2 separate regions of the Triticum aestivum genome follow, and region 1 is linked to region 2. The links are chromatin contacts, called in public Hi-C maps. All regions are on one chromosome and are shown on one strand. Each heading gives the region's core, a stretch centred on a gene start, on an enhancer-like site or on the middle of the called end of the contact. The rest is flanking DNA. Distances are from core to core; before and after follow the strand shown.

Region 1 (6,477 bases), core at 2,064-4,563, 320 kb before region 2:
GCGTGCCCGTGGCCTATCTACCTGGTGCCGACATAAATATCTCCAAAACACACCATCCTGCGCTGTCACCCCACTCTCATCACTCACTTCACTCACACTCGCAGGTGCCAGCCAGCCACGGCGAGTCCCCGTTCGATTTTTCTAACCCACGGCCACGGCCCCATGCCGTTGTCTGCACTCCAATCTCTGCAGTTAAACGGGGCGCGGAGGGGACAGATTGTCCCACGAGAACACCGCCCGATTCTTCAACCACGCCCATTGACTCCACTAAACTAATTTGACTCCCCGGCCGCAAAACCCTAGAGTAATTAGGTCACGAGACGGCAGGCAGGCGCCGCAGTCTGGGCTCAGCGCCGGAGCGAGGCCCAGAACGAGAAGCCGCCTGCCGTGCCGCGCGCAGCGGGAGCGTGCAGGCCGGCATGGAGGCAAACGCCAAAACCCCTCGTCCCGCCCAGACGCTTCTCAAACTTTTCGTCGGGTCTTTGTTTGCGCACTCCTTTCCCACCATTCGCTCCGGCTCCTGCCTTTCTTCCCTCCGTATTGGAGTTTTGCGCGGAAACAAAAACAAAACACGGTGGGCTGGTTCCATGTACTACACCGTCGCCATTTACGAAGATCTGGTTGCTCGAATCGCTCGGCATGCCGAGCGATCCGGGGTCCCTGTTCTCCAGCCGCTTTAGGCTGGTCACAATGGTCAATAACATATGTTACTACCTTCATAGTGGGTAGAAACATCTATATAGTGTCATGCAACGATACATTTATTAGGTTATAGACTCATTGTTTTTTGGAATGTGTGATGTTTCGATAACTTAGCTAGTTATCACAAGCACCTCTCTCTTCATTAAATATGTGCCACATAAGCAAAATTGTATTGAAGTGTGTGATGTTATCCTTAAGTTCCTCCTCATTGTGACCAGCCTTACCGAAAGGATACCACGCCCGTTCTGGCTGTCTCACTCGCACGGCAAAGAGCAAACGAAAGGGCATCCAATGCGTGACGGGATTTCCGTTCGGAGACAAACCACGCCGCTATCTCTTACCGAAAAAGGAGACAGAAAGAGAAAAACATGCTAACCAGCGTGCACTAAGTTAAGTTAAGTAAGTATAATCCGGGCACGAGCTGTTCCTCGATGCTGATCCGAAACGGAAAGCACGTAGCTGTCGCAGCCGACGTCACGGGACGTGGAGCGGCCAGTGGGGATCCGACACGTCCGCGGGCGGCGGGCCGGCGCGCGCATCATTGGAGCTCTGCGGCGCGCGCGCGCGTGCCGCTCGATGGCATGAACGAACGAACGGATAGGCACCGCGGTGCGGTGCAATCTGCAACGCAAACGCAGCGACGTACGCCCGGTCAAGCAGGCAATACGTCACGTAGAAGCAGGCTGTACCTGGTTTGAGTACGTAGCATATTCTTTTCCCGCCCGAGGACCCAACCATGCAGCCGCTCGTCGGAGGAGAAAGCGTTTCCATGCAATCGATCGATGGAGATGCTGCGAGTTTAACTCGCCAACCGGGGTTACTTTCCTTTGCCGCCAAACTTTTACGAAGGGATAACAACACAGCAGGGTAAAAAGAGAACGGTCGCTTTGCGGTTGGTACGCTACGCACGTCCCCACGCTCACCGCCTCAGCACCTCCCACTCGCTCCAGTAATAATCCGGCGTAAGAAAATAAAAAAAACTTTTGAGAAAATAACAAAATGAGTTTGAGTAAATTGAGAGGGAAATTTCCCCGCCAAAAAAGAACGAGAGGAAAATGAACTGGAGATTTTTTTTTGAGACAACGGAAAATGAACTGGAGATGATAAGTCCTGGCTGGCGTCCGCGAGGCTCGAGGGCCCTGGCAGGGCCCGCCCCGTCGGTAGCAGCGGTTGGGTGGGCCCAAGGAAGCGGCAGAGGAGAGCGAGACCAAGGTGGGCCGCGGGGGAGAGCGATGCGGCTGTGGCGGGGCCCACGGCAGCTCGTTGCGGTGCGGGGATCTCCGGCGTCCGGTCCGCAGAGATTCACAGGATTCCGAGAGCCCCGCTCCGGTGGCCCCTCCAGGCCGATGACAGGTGGGGGCCGGCCCAGGCAACTGGCCGGCGCTGCACATCGTACGGCTACAATACTTACTACAGTTTCCTGTTTGCCTCTGTCCTTCTTATCCAGAGCTGTCAAAAGAGTGAACTCTGAGTATATAGGAGTAGCATTTTTCTTTTAAAAAATCAGTCCTCTCTCTAATTCATATTAATTAATAAGGGAGTATGTAGCATTTTTTTGTTTATATGTGAAAGAGAAAAAAGAATTAGGCCACCAAGCGGCGGATGGGCACTGGTCGCCGGCCGACCGCCGCACCGGGTCGGGTTACCGGGTCACGCCCATTGCGGCGCCGCCATGAACCGCCGGGCCAGTACCACGACGGCCAGTACAGTACGCCTGTCCGTCTCGCGCAAGTACGTACTACAGTACCGTCCACCGGGTCGCATCGGCCGCCCACTTCACTTTACAGCGGCAGGTTACCGGGTGCAGCTCGGCATTTTCCTATAGTTTTCTACTCGCGCCCGTACCCGACATCACGCCATCAACCCACGCCCTTTCCCTTTTTCCACTCCGTATACCGCACCACACCACAGCACACCCGCCTTTAAAGCGCCCGCGACTTTAATGCGCTGTAGCAGTACAAAGAACACAACTTAAATTCCCAAAGCCCAGCTAGAGATATCTCGAGAGGATGCAATTCTCGTGACCGCATCGCAAAAACTCCCGCCGCTTCTTTACTCCCGCCAACTCGCCCAATTTATTGACCTGAAAACCGACCTCGGCTGAGCCAGAGCAGTTGCACTTGCGGGTTGCGGCACTGGCCGGCCGGCAGGAGCTCCACTGCACTCTGGTTTAGGTTTAGGTCAGTGCCTAACGAAGACAGAAAGAAAATTTGCCTTCCCCGCTATTCTGATTTTGGTTGTAGAGTGGGTTCAGCTACCGTTTAAGAACCTGGTGAGTGGGTGGAATGCCATTGACATGGCGCACATAATAAATGCAATAATAACAATAAATCGGAGCACAGTTTGTATATAATCTAAAAAGAAGTGTGTAACAAAAAAAGTTCGAAGCACAATGCATTCTGAAGAAAAAATCGGAATATACTTCAGAAATGAGCCTACCGGGCTAGTACTACGGTTCACACGCACCGTCACAGGCACAGCTCACTCCACTCACAAATGCATGCACGGCAGGTTAAAAAAGAAAAGAGACCTCCTTAATGAGGGAAAATAATTATTATTTCCCCACAAACCTCGCCGCTGGCCTCTCTTTTATAAACCCAACGGAGAGAGAGGGTGAGCAGCATTTGCACCCCCAGCTCAAACCCATCGACATTCCCCTCCCCTCCCCTCCTCCGTCCCACCTCTTTCCGCTGATAAGCACAGCACTCCCCTGCCTTCCATTAGACGGCCGGCCCGGACGACGATTCTTCAAGGTGGAGCGAATGGCGGTGGAGTGGTCCGACGGCGGCGAGGAGTTCCTGCTCCCCGACGAGTTCTTGGATGACGACTTCTTCTCCGAGGAGGAGAAGGCCGCGGTGGCCGCGCGGAGCGAGAGCGATGAGGAGGACAGCTTGGCCGGCCTCTCGCGCCGCCTCGCCGGCCTCCTCGGCGGCGACAAACTTGCCGTCACGCCTGCCAAGGTTGGATTCTTGCTCCTTTGCGTGGCTCGTTATGCGTAGTACCTGCGCCGGTTCCTGATTGTTCGCTTGATTGTTTGGCAGGAGGAGGTGACTGCGGGGTCGCCCAAGTCGACGCTGTGCGGGCTGCCCAAGTCCGGCCAGGAGAGCCCCAACAGCGGCGCCTCCCAGGGCAACTCGCCGCCGTCGTCCCCGCTGGAGCAGCAGCCGCCCGACCCGTGGGACGTCCTCTACGAGGCGGCCGGGCAGGTCAACAGCATCCCGGCGCCGGGCAACCCCTACGGTTTACACGGCCGCGGTGGCTTTCTGCCGCCTGCGCGGAAGGCCTCGCCTCCTCCGCCGCCGCCTCACGTGCCTGCGCCAGCCGGCACGGCCGCGGGCGGCGTGTACTACCACCCGTTCGCGCACCTCATCACGCAGCGCCAGATACAGGCTGCCAGGGTGAGTTCTCAGTCGCATGGCGCTCTTGTCTGCGTCTCCTACCTGAAGATTTCTTCTTCTTTAACATCTGTGTTTGTGTCTGTGTTGTGCAGTTTCATCTCCTCAAACAGCAGCAGCTCTTCAAGCAGCAGAGGGACCGGCAGCTGGCCGCGGCCGCTGCATGGGGCGTGCGTCGTAACGCGGCAGCCAAGAGGGCCGGCGCCGCTCCGATTGACCTGAGCCCGGCGTCGTTCCCGCCGCTGCTGAAGACGCAGCTGCAGCACGCGCCTGCACCCCACCCCACCCATCCCGCCGCCGCCGGCATGCGGGCCGTGTTCCTGACGCCGCCCGGCGCCAAGCGCGAGCGCAACGGCACCGGCGTCTTCCTCCCGCGCCCGGCCGGCGCCCCCGCCGAGCCCAGGAAGAAGTCTGGTGCGTGTACCACTCGTAACACCTCTTTTGGCCGTTCTGGTTGTTGATTACCCCGGCTGGCGTTCGTCGTTGGTGGCTAAATATTCTTCCCCTTTGGTGTCTTTCGCGTCATTGCAGGCTGCTCGACGGTTCTTGTCCCCGCCCGTGTCGTGCACGCTCTGAATCTGAACCTCGACGACCTCGCCGCCCAGCCTCGCTACGCCGGCGGCATCGTTCTTGACCATGGTAAGCATCTCAAACCGAACTAAATACGGCGTTATCTGGTAACGGCAAGTTAATCTGACAGCGAGCTCTGTTCCTGCGCAGAGGCCTTGATCAGTCGGAGCAACGCCATGCTCGCAAGCCAGAAGATGCGGGCCGCGGAGAGCCCGGCGCCGCCGGCGCTCTGCCACAGTTCCTGAACCCAGTCTCCCACCGGAACAATCCCTGTTCTTGGCTCCATTTAATCTCAAAAATAAAAATTAGTACCAGCAGTAATCTGTATTAGGTTGTAGTAGCACTAGTAATAGAAGTAGTAGTAGTAGCGTCAGTTTTAGCAGGTGTGTATTTTGGATTGGTGACACATTGGTTTTGGGGCGCCGTCGATGGTAAAGCGGTGGAGATGGATGAGCAAGCAAGAAATCCATGTTAGTTGGTTTGTTAGAAGCAATAAGTGGGGCTCTTTCGGAGGCGAGAGAGATGTGTTAGCGGTTTGTAGCAGGCGAGATGATAATGTTGGAGTGAAATGAGGCTAATCTTGAAGGAGCAGAAATAAAAGGCCCATGTTATCTCCCCGTCTCCGTCCATGGCTGGCTTTCTTTGCCGCTTTGCCAAGGAGCCCCAGCGCACATCCAGCTAAGGTTTCCCTCTCTGTTCCCCACCCCTTCTGCAGCCTTTCGCTTGCGCCTGAAGCTTTGCCGTGGGCTCCATGAATAAGGGCGCTCGTTCGTTGTGTGTGACGAGAAATAAAGGAAGGATTTTCTTGATTTTTGTTGTAATAGTTAGTTGTAGTACTAAGTATTTCATTTCATTCGTTGCTTTAGCGGCAACAGCCGCAAAGTTAGGCTCGGCTTTATGATAATAATAGAAATAATAATAGAATTGTACTTGTTCCTCGGAATGAATGGAAGCGCATGGCGGTCTCATTTATTTGGTAATGATGCGTGTCATGTCTTAATCAGGGTGTTTCTCCGCTTGTGTGCATCTGAGGAGCACCAGGGTTTATCTTAATCGGGGTGTCATGTGTGCGCTGTGCTTCCGCGGCTGTGGCGTGGTACGTGACAGCATGTGAGAAGAACAGTTTTGTCCGGTGCGCGCGCCCAACCGCCTGAGAATCTGCGACGGTGGTGGGGCACGGGATCTGCATCTCCGCGCCCCCGTCTGAAAACGACGCCTCTGGCCTCCTCTCCTAATCTTTGGCTGGCTTGCTCGGACGGACGGCCGGTCTATCCAGCGTGGGCATCGCTGGAACGGGTGGCTCCGGCGCCGGCCCGCCCCCCATCACACTGAGCTCTCACTGCCATTAATGGCCCTCAGACGCATCCGGACCTTAAAATGCACCGTGATACAAAAAGCCCACCGAGTTATTTAAAAAAAGGAGAGTGGGATTACGCGGCTTGCGTATTCGCGAAAAAAGTTATTTAAAAAAAAGCCCACCGCTGGTGAACATTGCTGCGTGTTGATCTGCATGTAGCGCATCTCGCGGCCAGGTGAGCGGTGGTTTGGTCGCATGCGGCCCCCGTCCGGTCAAAGCTCTGGCTTCTTTTCTCGCGGCGACGCTTCGGGTGTGTACTGTGCGGTGCTGCGCCGCGGTTTTTAAATTCGAAGGCTGCCATCGGTCGGCTCGCGCGTCCATCGGTCGCCGGAGAAAAAGGCGTGTTTCCAAGAGAAAGCGGCCTCCTCGGGTTCCGCCGGCGGGAGCCCGAAAAGGAGCCATCGCCTCGGGCCCTGTTACCATGATCCTGTCCCTTTTTCCTGGCAGGGTGAA
Region 2 (6,467 bases), core at 1,067-3,566:
CTTGAAAGGCTGATAAAAATCATTCGGCGAACTTTTGCCCCAACCAGAAAGGCAGATAAAAAAATCATGCAGTTGGAGCAGGCATAGGCTAGAGTGATCCTCTCAAGACTTTTTTAGCATAGTCCAACGGAACGGTCTGACGTTTGCCTCAGCGCGCACTCGCCACCGGCCGACGTTTCCCGCCTCCGATTAATCACAGTTTGTCTATCGACGTCGACGTTGACATTTGCATCTTTCTTGTTTCGTTAGCACGTAGCTCTTGCGCCCGCTGTGGCTCACCCACCACACGTCCGTCTCAATAAATCTACCAGCAGGCCGCTGAAAGCCTTGCAGAACTAGCTGCCACCGTTTGGCAACGTAAGTATCATCATGCAAATCAACCCAATAGTACGTGTGCATGAGACTATGAGAGATCTAGCGCCAGCAAGATCGCGGCCAGGACAGCTACTACTACCTGGCAAATGTCGCTTCGACATGCCGTTGCACCCACCCGCGCATGTTACGTTGGTCCATCTGGCGGCAACCGAATTCTCCCGTGCAATTATGCGGGCCGAGCGCATTAAACTGAACCTAAAACATCTCGCTCGCCGACGGGCGGGGCGTCGGTCGCCTTCACTACACGTACTGAGATAGTGAGATCCAATCCATGGATGTGCTCCACTGCTCCGCATATGTGTTTTCTTCCATGCGACGCAAATGGAAAACAATCAATCAGATCGGGTAGCTTAACGACTTGCTACTACATACAGAGCTGTCGTAGCGCTAGTGCTGATGGTAACTTGGGTAGAGTAGTTAAGTATCTTGGTTGGTGATGGGTATGGTGGAGACAAATGTGTATGCCAACAGGAGCGGGGTAGGCGCCCACAAGAGGAAGAGAGAAGCTGGCTCCTAGGTATCTGTCTGGATCTGGGCTTCGGCGGCATGACAGTTGGGTTCATCGCGGGTTTAGCTGTAGCTAGCTGTTGGACCCGCGCCAGCCGGTGGGGATGGTGGCCATTCTTCTTCTTCTCAAAGACCGCAAGCCTGGGGGACCGAGATATCTAGCTGTGCCGCGCGACCCAGCAGAGAGAGATCGACGAACTGCTGCCTTTCACTCGAGGACCCTCTGTCTGCAGGATACCTGTTGCGTGTGGTGACCGGGAAGAAAACCTAGAGCAAGATGGGAATAGGGGGTGATTATTTTGCTGCTCATCTGTTTGTGTTTGGAGTGCGTATCAGCACAATACGACATGTTGTTTAAGGGGACAGCTATGCGTACCCGGTGATTTATTTATACCTCGGATGGTGATTTACTTTTAGCAAAGTACTAGTGCTATAATTAGACGGTACTACTACTAGTACCACTGTTAGCAGTAGGATATGGTAACAAAGTACTAGCGGTACATAGGCGTGGTACTTGTGTGAGTTTTCACCTGTAAGTTTTTTTTTTTCTGAATGGTGGTTGACAGGCCGGCAGGGTGCAACTCTGTGAGGTCAAACCTGCAGCAGTGTTGCGTGCATTTCCCCGTGTTGTTAATTGAAGCGCTGTAGTTGGACTGCTGTTGCAATACATGGCGGAAAGCCGGCGCCGACACTATGGTCTCGGGCGTTGAAAGCTGAGACGGCGCAGTTTGCTATAGCCAAAAAACACTACGCATGCCAGCAAGATCACGCTGCAAGTTGGCTGTTGCTGAATGCAGAGTACACGGACGGGCCAAGGAGCACCGACGGATCACAATAGAAGACGGGGTCCACTCCAGTAATGTGCGCACGCACGCGGCCTGACGTGCGAATGGAACAAGACGCATAAAATGATAAAAACTCCCTCCCTCCCTCACCGCCAACCCGCGCGAGCGGATCCAAAACCAAACCCCCTTGCCGCACTCAACAGAAGAGACGGCGGTGCCGCCGGGGCCCCCGATCGATGGATCGATGGATGCATCGAGCTAGAGTACAAAGCACGCGGAGGTTGGCGCGCCGACGGCACGTCCGGCTTTAAGAAACCACGCGCCTCGCATGTCCCGCCTCGATCGCGCTGGCGTGCGTGAGTGCACGGGAGGACAGGAACGCTTCTGCTTCACGCCTCGGCTATCTCGATCGATCGATCGATTTCCATCGGCCGGCGCTTGCATTGCATGCAATTCCTCGCTGATTTCGGCGTCGCTTTCGGTGATGAGTGGCTGGCGGGTGCTGGTTTCCGTTGGCGTGGTGCGTGGCTTCACGTCCAAGGGACGGCGCGTCGGCGTCGGGGTGCAGGCGGCATGCCAGATCCATCCTGCTGTGCGTTGGACGGCGCTGGAGGGTCCTGCGGTCCAGCTCCGGCGTGCTTGTTTTAGGGCTGGCTGGGATGGCGACGACGCGCGAACCCAGGCCTGCCGGGAATCGGCCGATTTCTGGCAGCCACTACTTCTACTCGAAAGGCCCACTCTGGATGGCAGTTTACGCTTGTCTGGCTCGACTGCACTCTGCTCCTAATTTTGGGGTTCCGTCTCGTGGGCATCGAACGCCCTCCGTTGGCCGCTTCTGCATAAGTGCCCAAGTCTATCGAGCCAGTAAGAAACCCAAAACTGAAAGCCACACCAAATCTAACCATTGAGCCAGATGAGCAAGGCACCCGGGATCGCGAGCATGCCAAGCGCATGCGTGCCTCTGGACGCTCTCGTCGATTAGATCGCCACCGCACCGCACTCACGGGCACACCATGGCTGCTACACACATCGTACGTAGGCGCCACGTCACGGAGCCAGAGGAGCTGCTGGCCGCGGCACGCACCCCAGCGGACACGTACATTGACGCGAACAATGCTACTGTCGCAGGGGACACTGCAGTGCGCGGTATTGCAGCGTTTCGCTGTGGCGAAAGGTTTACAAATTTGCGACCGAATTTTGGGAAAGGCGTTTTTTTTAAAAAAAATCTTAATAATTTTTGACATTGCAACCATATTTTGGGAAAATGTGAATGTTCATTGGAATTCCAAATATTTTTTAAAATGATGGATTCCTTTTGGAAAAAAAGAATAACTTTTATTTATTTGAAAAATTATTGGAATTGTTAAAAGTTTCTAAAAATCCCAAAAAATATGAACAATTTTATAAAAACATGAACTTTTTAAAAATTGATAGGTATTAAAATTGTGGTCATCTTTCATTAATGGAAACGTTTTACCTTCGGCCGACCGATCCTATGCGAGCGTCCACCGCCTCTCTGTCTGCCTGATGCACTGTTAATCAGACGATGGAGAGCGACCCCTTTCGTCTCCACGTTTCTACAATTGGTGCTTTGTTTCATGAATAGGGTTTGCAACTAGCCTTTTTTTGCAAACCGAACAAGACTAGCTAGATCCAGCAGCGCACGGACTAGGGAGGCCGACGGCGGCCAACCGAGCGCATCCATGTTGCATCTCCGCCTCCAAACGCCTCCCCGCCGACGAGATCTGCCATGTCGTTCATGGAGCACCATGAACTTCGACGCCTCGTGTATGGTTCGACTGCACTCTGCTCCTAATTTTGGGATCCAGTCTCGTGTGCATCGAACGCCCTCCGTTGTCCGCTTCTGCACAAGTGTCCAAGTCTATCAAGCAAGGAAGAAACCCAAAACTGGAAGGCACATCACATCTAGCCGTCGAGCCAGATGAACCTGGCACCTGGGATCGGCACTCCACTACGGGCGCGTGAGCATGCCAAGTGCATGCGTGCCTCTGGACGCTCTCGTCGATTAGGTCGCAATAGCACGGCACTCACGGGCACGCCATGGCAGACCTGTCTGCTCAATCCGGGTGAGCACGCCGCGGGGTGGCTACTACACACAACGTACGTAGGCACCACAGCCAGAGCCAGAGGAGCTGCTGGCCGTGGCACGCACCCCGACGACCACGTACATGGATGCACAATGCTATTGTGGCAAGAGGTACTGCAGTGCGCAGTATCGCAGCATTTCGCTGTGGCGAGTGGTTTACAAATTTGCGACCAAATTTTGGAAAAGGTGAACATCTTTGTAATTCTGAATATTTTTTGACATTGCGACCAAATTTTGGAAAATGTGATCTCTTATTGAAATTCTAAATATGTTTTCATATTATGGATTTCTTTTGGAAAATAAGAACATTGTTTAATTTTTCGAACATTTAATGGAATTGTGAACCATTTCTAAAAATCCAAAAAAAATGTGAACAATTTTATAAAAACATGAACTTTTTTTAACTTGACAGGTTTTAAAATCATGATCATCTTTCAAAAACGAAAAAAAATTAAACATTACTGAAAATTTATAGAAAAAGAAAATAAAGAAAAACCGAAGAAAATAAAAAAGGAAAGCCGGAATAAACAGTAAGGAAAACAACAGGAAAAACCGGTTCAAAGGAAGGTCCCGAAAACCACGAGAACCTATTCCCTGACCTACGCGCTGAATAGCAGGGACAAGCCTCCAAAAAGAGTTCCCAAAACCCTTTTTTCTTTAGTTTCTTTTTCTTTTGTATTTTCAACATAAAATAAAAGGTGGTATTTAGGAAAAGATCCAAAATTTTAAAAATGTTCAGTAATTTGAAAAATGTTAATATTTGCAAAAGGGTTCATGACATAAAAAAGTTCAAGATTTTGAAAAAACATGTTCAGGGGATCAAAAAATGTTCACAGATTCAAATTGTCAGTCATTTAAAAAAATGTGTATTCAAAACAATGTTCAAAATTCTGAAAACAATGTTTGTGAAATCAAAAAATGCCTGTTGTTTTAAAAAAAAGGTCGTGCATTCAAAAAATGTTCACAATTTTAAAATACTGTTCAGGAAATCATAAAATGTTCACAAGTTCAAATTAATGTTCTTGATTGTGAAAAAAATGGTCATGTATTCAGAAAAAAGTTCATAATTTTGAAAACAATGCTTGGGAAATCAAAAAAATGTTTGTGACTTTGGAAAAATGTTCATGAATTCAAAAACTAATCATGAATTCAAAAAATATTAAAAGCTTTGAGAATATGTCCAGGAAATCATAAATTGTTCATGGACTCACAAATGTTCCTGATTTTGAAAAAACAATGTTCATGTATTCAATAAATGTTAGTAATTTTGAAGTAACTTTGAAAAAATTATAAAATGCTAATGGAGATAAAAAATGTTATTGATTTCGCAAAAAATGTTTTCTAATTCAAAACATGTTCAAAATTTCAAAACCGATCATGGTTTCAAAAAAATTGCTAATTTGGAAAAGTGAAGAAGAAAATTCAGAAAATAAAAGGAATAACATAATAAAGAAAAATGAAAGATAAAAACAAAGAAAAAACACTTCAGGGAGTTTTTAGAACCTTCCCAAAACAGGTCGAAAAAACTCCAAAATGGGCCGCCCCTTCCAATATAGTTAGCGAATGTGGGATGTTCGAGCGCTATGCTCTCGGTACGCGGGGAATAGGATCCGCGGGAGTAACTAGTTAACGAGCGCTTCTTCAGGAGCCTCGCAACGATCAGCGCCACCTGGCGTGCTCTCAGCCATTCGCCATGTGTCGCGCTCTGGACGCTTCCTCCGGATTTTGTTTTTTTATTTATTTTTCCGCATGCGTTTTCGGCTTTTTAAATGGTTTTTTCTGGGGTTTTTTATGTTTTGGTTTTTCCCCGGTCTTCCTTAGCTTTTCGATCAAAAAAAATTTGCGCGAAAAAACGCGTTTTTTTACGAAAGTCACGATTTTTTCCCGTGAGAGGCATGGTTGTGCTTTAGCGAGAGTCACGGCCTTGCCTTTTGAAAACGGAAAAAAACACATTTTCTGTTTTTTTTTCTTTCGCGAGAGTCATGGTTTTGCTTCCGCGAGAGGCACGGTTGTGCCTTCGCGAGAGTCATGGCCGTGCCTCTCTGAAAGGGAAAAACAAAACACGTTTTCTGGTTTTTTTTTCTTTTACGTGAGTCACGGTTTTGCTTCCGCGAGAGACACGGTTGTGCTTTCGCGAGAGTCACGGCCGTGCCTCTCAGAAAGGGAAAAAAATACGTGTTTTCTGTTTTTTCTTTTGCGAGAGTCACGGTTTTGCTTCTGCGAGAGGCACGGTTGTGCTTTCATGAGAGTCACGGCCGTGCCTCTCGGAAACGAAAAAAAAACGTGTTTTCTATTTTTTTTCCTTCCACGAGAGTTACGGTTTTGCTTCCATGAGAGGCACGGGTGTAATTTCGCGAGAGGCACGGACGTGCCTCATTCGGAAAGGGGGAAAAACCGTGCTCCCGGTTCGGTTTTTTTGCATGGTTTTTTCGCCCAGTTTTTTCGTGAAAAAAAAGTTCGTCAAAACCTATCAACACGGGATCTAATTTTGAAGATCTCGACGCGAGGAATCCAATGGTGAAAACGGTTCGAGATTTGGACGCACAGTTTAAAAGATGGAACATTTTGAATAAACAGATCTACGAAAAAAGGAAAACTTTCAAGTGGCGACAAGTGGCGCGCTACATGTGCGCGACTTGTCGCGACCTGGGAAAATGAAGTGTTCTTTGCAACGAGTACTCCTTAATTAGTGA

The links. A called contact is a pair of places that touch in the nucleus more often than the background predicts.
Region 1: a contact with region 2 is called in a Hi-C map of leaf, with 5 times the contacts expected there. The contact joins the promoter of LOC123058558 here to the enhancer-like site in region 2. A contact is called at or near these places in 4 of 5 Hi-C or Micro-C datasets (leaf, root and an unstated tissue) and 1 of 1 datasets of contacts at active chromatin or transcription factors (leaf).

What each region holds. Positions count from the first base shown.
Region 1 is chr1A:479,868,694-479,875,170 of IWGSC CS RefSeq v2.1, reverse strand. It overlaps LOC123058558 (splicing factor 1), which reads left to right and starts at 3,313. Exons shown (of 5, transcript XM_044481274.1): 1 at 3,313-3,662; 2 at 3,744-4,100; 3 at 4,193-4,511; 4 at 4,629-4,736; 5 at 4,818-5,647. The coding sequence starts at 3,465. The coding sequence ends at 4,912.
Region 2 is chr1A:479,547,735-479,554,201 of IWGSC CS RefSeq v2.1, reverse strand. No RefSeq gene overlaps it. Among protein-coding and RNA genes, the nearest start is that of LOC123058540, 190 kb to the right of the region's middle. Within about 2 kb of position 2,316, at least 3 of the 8 cell types and tissues checked have an H3K27ac peak or open chromatin away from gene starts, as enhancers often do.